Linked DNA regions of Mus musculus: region 2 is linked to region 1. A link is a contact called in public Hi-C data. All regions are on one chromosome and are shown on one strand. Each heading gives the region's core, a stretch centred on a gene start, on an enhancer-like site or on the middle of the called end of the contact. The rest is flanking DNA. Distances are from core to core; before and after follow the strand shown. Region 1 has its middle 18 kb from the start of Cacna1d. Region 2 holds the start of 4831407H17Rik (RIKEN cDNA 4831407H17 gene).

What was found. A called contact is a pair of places that touch in the nucleus more often than the background predicts.
Region 2: a Hi-C map of bone marrow-derived macrophages shows a contact between it and region 1, with 3 times the contacts expected there. The contact joins the promoter of 4831407H17Rik here to the enhancer-like site in region 1. A contact is called at or near these places in 1 of 15 datasets of contacts at CTCF or cohesin (pro-B cells), 31 of 484 Hi-C or Micro-C datasets (B cells, the BV-2 cell line, the HL-1 cell line and 19 more) and 4 of 115 datasets of contacts at active chromatin or transcription factors (bone marrow-derived dendritic cells, bone marrow-derived macrophages, embryonic stem cells and 1 more).

Annotation. Positions count from the first base shown.
Region 1 is chr14:30,369,212-30,372,899 of GRCm38.p6, forward strand. It overlaps a transcript of Cacna1d not described here. Among named protein-coding and RNA genes, the nearest start is that of Cacna1d, 18 kb to the left of the region's middle. Within about 2 kb of position 2,035, at least 3 of the 459 cell types and tissues checked have an H3K27ac peak or open chromatin away from gene starts, as enhancers often do. A contact at or near this core is called in bone marrow-derived macrophages, where this site is marked.
Region 2 is chr14:30,456,310-30,459,997 of GRCm38.p6, forward strand. 4831407H17Rik (RIKEN cDNA 4831407H17 gene) reads left to right here and starts at 1,727. Exons shown (of 4, transcript NR_131095.1): 1 at 1,727-1,807; 2 at 3,633-3,688. It also overlaps a transcript of Cacna1d not described here.

The sequences.
Region 1 (3,688 bases), core at 785-3,284:
TAGATGTGGAGGTCAGAGGACAACTTGAAGGGGTTGGTTCACCCCTTCCACCATTTGGGTCCCAGAGATCAAACTAAGGTCTTCAGGCTTGGCAGCAAGTACCTTTACCCACTGAGCCATGTAGCCAGCACCTAAATGAGGCATTTATATCAACCACCACTGAGGATCAGAGAACATCACAAAAGAGGGAGTGGAAAGAATTGTAAGATCCAGAGGCTAGGGAAGAATATGTGGGACACTCTTCTAAGCATAGCCTGGCCATTGTGCCCATGAGCTCCTGGAAGCTGTGGTTAAGCAGCACCAAGACCTGCACATGGTCAAGCTAGCCGATATTTCAGCATGAGTAGCAGAGGGAATAAGCAGGCATGTTCCTTAGTATAGAATTCACAATAGCAAGGGAAGGGAAGCAGCCTAGATACCCATCAACAGACGAATGGATAATGACAGTATGACGTTCATACAAAAATTTTACTCTGCCATGAGTAAACAATGGAATAATGAAATTTGTCAGAAATGGATAGATCTGAAAAGTATGAAACAGAGTGATTCAGTCTCAGAAAGACAACGTTCACACGTCCTCTCTAATTTATAGGTCCTAAATTTAATGTTCCTACGTATATAAGAAAGGGGTAAGGGAATGGGGATAAACTATGAAACCAGAGAGCAGAGCTGAGAGGGGAAGAAGAGGTACTGAGAAGGTGGGGACAGGCAAAAGTCAGATCCAGCCTGAAAGAGGAAAGGGGGTTCCAGGGTGGGTCAGAGGAGCAGAAGAAAAACATCAAAAACAATTTGGCTTGAAGAATGCAACATTGAGACCTACCTCTGTGTAAGCCAATAAATAATCATTTAAAATGTTAACGATGTCACTTTTCCTAAAGCCAAGCACAGCCTCCACTCTTCCGGTCTTGCCCACGAATGTCTGCTTGTCATTTTCCCAGTAGGAGCTACACATTACTGAGAAAACACCAACAGTGGCTACGATCCTTCAAGGAAACTGGCTAAGTAGAAGCCAAAAGGAAGACAGCAATACTGCAAGTCTTAGCCGTGAAGTCAACCCCTGCAGGAATGCTGTGTCCTCTCAGAGGTCTCTGTGCACCGGGAACTCCACGGCTTCCCAAGGCTCTATTGATGTGGCTCCTACATCACATCAGACAAGCCACCAAAGAGACCCTGGGCGGTGCACAGACTGCAAGAGACTTCATGTTTTAAAGGACACAATGAGGATTTTTCCCAATTCTCTTCCTAGAAAATTATTCTAAAAATACTAAGTGAGGCAGAGGAATCTGTCCTCCGCAGGCAGCCAGGCAGAGGCTCTCTTCCACACTGGGAAGATTTTCCCCACTTCTCTTCCTAGAAATTTTTCTAAAAATAATGTAAACATAGAACCAATCTTGGGTGGAAGAAGGCAGCCCCAGGGGGTACATCTACAATGCAATACCTGCACTTAAGGCTCTATGAACATCTCAAAAGAGAAGGCAGAGAGTTATAAGAGCCGTGGTAACAGGGATGCTGTGAGATTGTAGGGGGTGAAGGGAAATTCAGTATGATTCAGTATGGCTGCCTAAACAAGACCTGAACAGTAACAATATCAATAACATGCTAATGCAGAAGAAGGAAATCTCATAAGGTCCCACCCTGAGACAAGGGACAATAAGCCACTAATGACAGCAGAAAGAAGGAGAATTAGCCTCTCCCAGGTATAAGGAAAACCCCCTATTAGTTATCCAAAACAAAGTGGTGCGCATGAAATCACATATATATACACAAGCCATATTAAACAGACTCTGTGGTTGTGTGTGTGTGTGTGTGTGTGTGTGTGTGTGTGTGTGTGTATGATAATTTTTAAAAGGAAGTCATCAATTTGAGATGGAATGAAGGGATATGGGAAGACTTAGGCTATGGTGATTTGAATAGGCTTGACGCCCACAGATTCATATGTTTGAATGTTTGGTCATAGGAGTGGCAATAATTAGGAGACATGGCCATGTTAGAGGAAGCATGGCTCTGCTGGAGGAAGTATGTCACTGTGTAGGCAGGCTTTGAGGTCTCCTGGCTCAGGCCAGTGTGGAAGAAAGCCTCCTGCTGCTGCCTGCAGAGGACAGTCTCCCCCTAGCTGCCTTTGAATCAAGATGTAGAACTCTCAGCTTCTTCTCTTGCCGTATATGCCTGGATGGTGCCATGCTCTTGCCATGATGATAATGGTCTGAACCTCTGAAACTGTAAGCCAGCCCCAATTAAATATTTGTCTTTAAAAGAGCTGCCTTAGTCATGGTGTCTGTTCACAGCAATGAAACCCTAACTAAGACAAAAGGAAAGGAGAGAAGCAATATAATTTTTTAACGTTAGAGAAAAAAAGGAAGAAGAAAAGCACACAACTGCAAGGCAGCGGAAGGCAAGGCCTTAGTGCCTTCAAGAGATCCTGACAGGAAGCAAACCAACCCAACCTAGCTCAATGGAAAAACTACAGAGTGGCAGGCGCCAGGGCACTTGCTCCTGTTAAATCTATAGTTAAGGTTCCCCTGGAATAGCTTGGAAAATGTATTTCTCCTCCAGAGAAAAACTACAAAATCATGACAAAATGTCTAAACTGTGTAAAATAATTGGAAGTTGGTCAAAACCAGACATAAGATGAGAGACACAAGTTTTTAAAAACTGGGATCTGGGGTTGGAGAACTGGCTCCACAGTTAAGATCACTGATTGCTTTCCCAGAGGGCCATGGTTCAACTCCCATCTCCCATGTGAGTAACTCACAGTCCTCTGTAATCCTAGTTCCAGAGGATCTGAAATCATCTTTTGAACTCTGTTGGCACCAGGTATGCACATGGCACACAAACATGGTAGACAAGCTCACATGCAAGCAAAACCTTTACACAAAGAGATAGATAGACAAATAGACAGACAGACAGACAGGTTGATTTTAAAACCTAAAATGGAGTGTAGGCTAGTGGAAAGGCTGGGGAACTGCAAAAAAGATAGTAGAAAGGATCTCACAAAAAGTATTATACTAAGAAATTATCTGAATACAAGTGGTACCCAAATTCCTGGTTGACACCATACCAGGACCCCATGAAGAAAACCCCAGAACAGGCAACAGAAATGACAGCTAGGAACTGAAAGAACTTGGGGGTGGGTGGGGGGATTTCTATTGCTGCTTAGCTGGCGTGAAAATGTCTGAGTCTGAGTCAAGTTAGATACACAAACATGAAAAAACAAGAAACAATTCTTTTTGGCTAAAAGTAAGAGGTAAATAAAGGTCTTTTTCGTATAAATGAAAACCAACAGAACTCCTACCATTAAAAAGGTCAGAAGACTAAGTTTTTCAAGAAAAAGTAAAGTGTTTTAGAAACTAGACAGAAACTTGAATCTTTGGAGGTGAGCACCGGAAATGGTAAGTATGTATTCAAATGTAGACTACTATACATTTTCTTCTTCTCTTGATTGCTTTAACAAAGGCATGGCTGTCACATGCTGATGTGATAAAAACCATGTTATAGACTCTAGCCAGGGAAGCAGGTTGGCTACCTACAGCTCTTCACCTCTTCCTCCTATCCCCCAAATCCAGTCCACTGGCCTCATCCCCAGTTCTGAATCAGCTCTGGCTCCCCCTTCTTCCCCTCCACACTTCCTTTCCCCAACCCCCAACTCCAACAGGAATCCCCTGGGAACCTGAAGCCTCCCCCACCCCCG
Region 2 (3,688 bases), core at 477-2,976, 87 kb after region 1:
ACCTTGTTCATAGCAAACTCCTGTCACATCGGCTTCAGTGAGCAAAGAATAATGCCCCAAATAACCTCCTCTCCTCCTGCAATCTCTGCCCAAGAATTGGCATCCATACATCTGGAGGAGAGGAAGTTTCTATGCCAAGCTCACAGATGGGGATGCATGTTGACTCCCCAAGGACCTCAGGGAAGATGTGCAGAGCAAATGTCCCTTGGAAATCACGACATGAGCCCATAGGTCGGAGGAGCTGTGTTGTTAGAAGATGCAAATAGAAGGCTGCTACCATTCCACACAGTGTACAGTCAGCCAGTGTACATCAAGCAGAGACGAACCAATTGACTAGGAACACAACAGGGCACAAAATGAAGCCCTTGTACTCATAAGGTCTGCAGGCAAGTGGGGAAGGATTTCAATAAAACAAACATGTGTGCAAATGTGTATACATGTAGATGCATTATGTACACATATGTGTGTGTACCTGTGTATGCATCTATATGTGTGTGTGTGTGTGTGTGTGTGTGTGTGTGTGAAAACAGTTAAAGGAACAGAAAGTTGTATTGAGAATATGGAAGAAAAGTTGAAAGCAAGTTGCAATTATGAACAGTGCATGTCAGGTACAGATATAGCTCATTTGACCATGTTACCTAGCATGCCCAAAGCCCTGAGTTCAGTTTTCCTGTATCTCATAAACTAGGTATGTGATATACACCTGTAACTCTAGCACACGGGAGGTGAAGTCAGGAGGATCAGAGGTTCAAGGTCATTCTTGGGCATGTAGCAACTTAGAGACCAGTCTGGAATACATAAGACACTGACTCTAATTAATCAGTGAGAGTGGAGTTGCACTTGATTAACTAAGTCACATATAAACAAAGAACTGAACAACAGGGACAAGAGGCATGTGGAGAAGAGCACTCTAAGCAGGACAGTAAGTGCAGACTGTGAGGTGTGTCTCTGAGATGAGTGAGGAGGTCACTGGGGCTGACTCAGGTCATCAAGGCAGAGACTAGCGGGATGGGTCTGACGGCGTGAGAGCAAAGCGTTGCTCGCAGGATGGACAATGTGTGCGCTTTGGCTTTTATTCTGAGCAATGTGGTGATCTACTGAATGATTCTTAGCAAAGAACGCCATGACTTAACTTGTCTTAAAACAATCTCTAAAGCTAAGTATGTCCATAGAGGTGGTGGCAGAAACTCCCGTCAGCTGTTTATACATTACCCAATGGGCTAGGGAGACGGTTCGATGGATAAGCACGCTGGCTATGGAGACAAGAAAATCTGAATTTGAATCCCTAGCACCCACATAAAAGCTGGCACAGCCATGCCTGTAACTCTAGCACGGGGGCGGGGAGGAGGAAGGGTGGGCAGAGACCGACAGGCTGATCCTGGGAACTCACTGGCCAGCCAGAGTAGCTGAAACAGCAAGCCTTCCTTAGGTTCAGTGAGAGACTTTGTCTCAAAAAATAACCTGGTTGGCCATAGAGTAAGACACCTGAATCCTTCTCCAGCCTGTCTAAATACACACACACACACACACACACACACACACACACACACACACCTTTATATACACTACATCCACACAACACACATGAAAACAGATAGGCTTCCCTAAGCACAAAAAGCATCAAGGAACAAAATGAGGAACTAGGTTCTGAGTGCATTTTGGAAGAAGAGCCAGCAGAATGTGACATAGATGCAATGCAGGGAGTGGGGGTGTGAGGAAGTGAGGCATGGCTGCTAAGTTTCTGAGCCGAGCAACTAGAGAAGCAGCTGTGGGTGGAAGACATTGGAGGCAGGGGGTGACCCCCAAGGTCAGTTCTGGGCATGCTGACTGTGCAGTGCATGTTGGGAAACAGAGAGGAGATGAACAAAAAGTTCTGGAAGTAGAGGGAAAGTCCTTGCTAGGGGTATAAATTTAGGAGTTGATGACGTCATTTCCTGGCTAAGCTCAAGTGTAGGAGTTAATGGCAATGTACAGCATTTAAATCTACAAGCCTGGGGGTGCCTGGGGAGTGCTGGGGAAAAGAGATCCCTCAGCTGAGGGGTAAAGGCTCCCCAACATTAAGAGGATCAGAAGAGAAGGAGGAGGCATGGAAAAAACTGAGAGCTGTACCCCAAGACAGGAGGCATAGGAAAGAGAGGGTGCTCAGAAAGGCAGAAGAAGGAAGTGGGGGCTGTCCCTGATAAAGATGGGAGCTCAAGGTCGTGTGCATAGTGCTGTCATTACAGAGATGTCAGGGGTGGGCAGATGCAAGCAGGTGGCAGTGGATCGATGGCTTCGGGAGCTAGGGCTGAGCACTGGAGTAACACGCAGTGAATCTGGCATATCCTTTGGAGATTAGGAAAATATTCTGGGATTAGAAATTGCTGATGTATCCACAGATTTATGAATGAATGAATGAAAAACCTAGCTGGATGTGGTGGTTCGTCCCTATGAGCCCAACACTCAGGAGGACCATAAAGTTAAGGCTAGCCTGGGCTACAGAAAGAAACCTGTCTCAAAAAAGAAAAAGAAAAAATACTAAGTTGCACGCTTTAGAAAAGTGAGTCTCATGGGACATAAATTAGACCTCTTTTTTAATATGCAAAACAGTGAAGCCTCTGGCTTGACCATGGGATGTAGCTATGTGGATAGCAATGGCAAGAGCTGCTAGTGGTCACTAGCTTGATGAGAAGGAGGGGAGGAGAATGGTGACCTCAGAGCACAGATGTTAACATAACAGCTGGGGTGTAACAACACACGCCTGCTATGCTGAAATGTGTTCCCGGAGGCTTGCAAAAAAGGAGCTCATATCAAACTCACTATTTTGAGACTGGTAAATAAGGGGAGGAAATTATCTTGAGGTTGATAGAGAGATAGAGGAGAGCCATTGGAGAGAGAAAACTTCAGCAAAGAAAACAGTACAAGACAGCCCAGAGATGGGACAAAAGGAGACCTTTGGGAAAGGGGAATTTTCTGGACCAATGCTCTAGTGTGAGCATCAGACAGCTCCCTCAAGCACAGCCAACAGTATGATCTCCCAACAATATTATGCCAGAGAAAGGGATTTCTTAGCAGAGAAAACCTGTCACCTAGTTTGCTACATTCAAGGGATGCCAAGACTCATATGAACCTGCAGTACTTCCCGTGCCTAGGGACTCAGCCTTGAAAAGATTGCTTTCTCTGGGCCATGATTACTCTTTACCAATAACATCTCCACTTCACCTAAAATAATCTACCACAAGGGCCTTTCTGTGATCTTGAAAAACTATGTTTAGCTTTTTAAAGAGGAAATAATACTGAAATCAAAGTCCATAACCCCATTGCCCAGACACCGTTTCTCTTCTCAATAGACATAGTGTAATAAGTAGAAACCTCCCCTACCATGCAGTTTTATTCTCTATAGATAACCACAGCTCTTTATCTTTGAAGCAAAAAAAAAAAAATACACCTCTTATAAATAGTTGAATTAAAATTTATACACAAAGCCAGGATGCTCCAATTCTCTACCTTGCCCCTTACTGTTTCCTATCTTGGCAGTCCTCGCCAGCCCATTTATTTGAATGGTCACGGTGCACTTTTAAAAAGTGCTTTGAACTTTATCGTATCTAAGTCTCATCAAAATACAGTGAGAAAAGAATATCTCTATTTTGCAGACAAGGAAACTGACCCAGAAGGAGATTAAGTGGCCGGTTGGAAGTCTCAAGGGAGC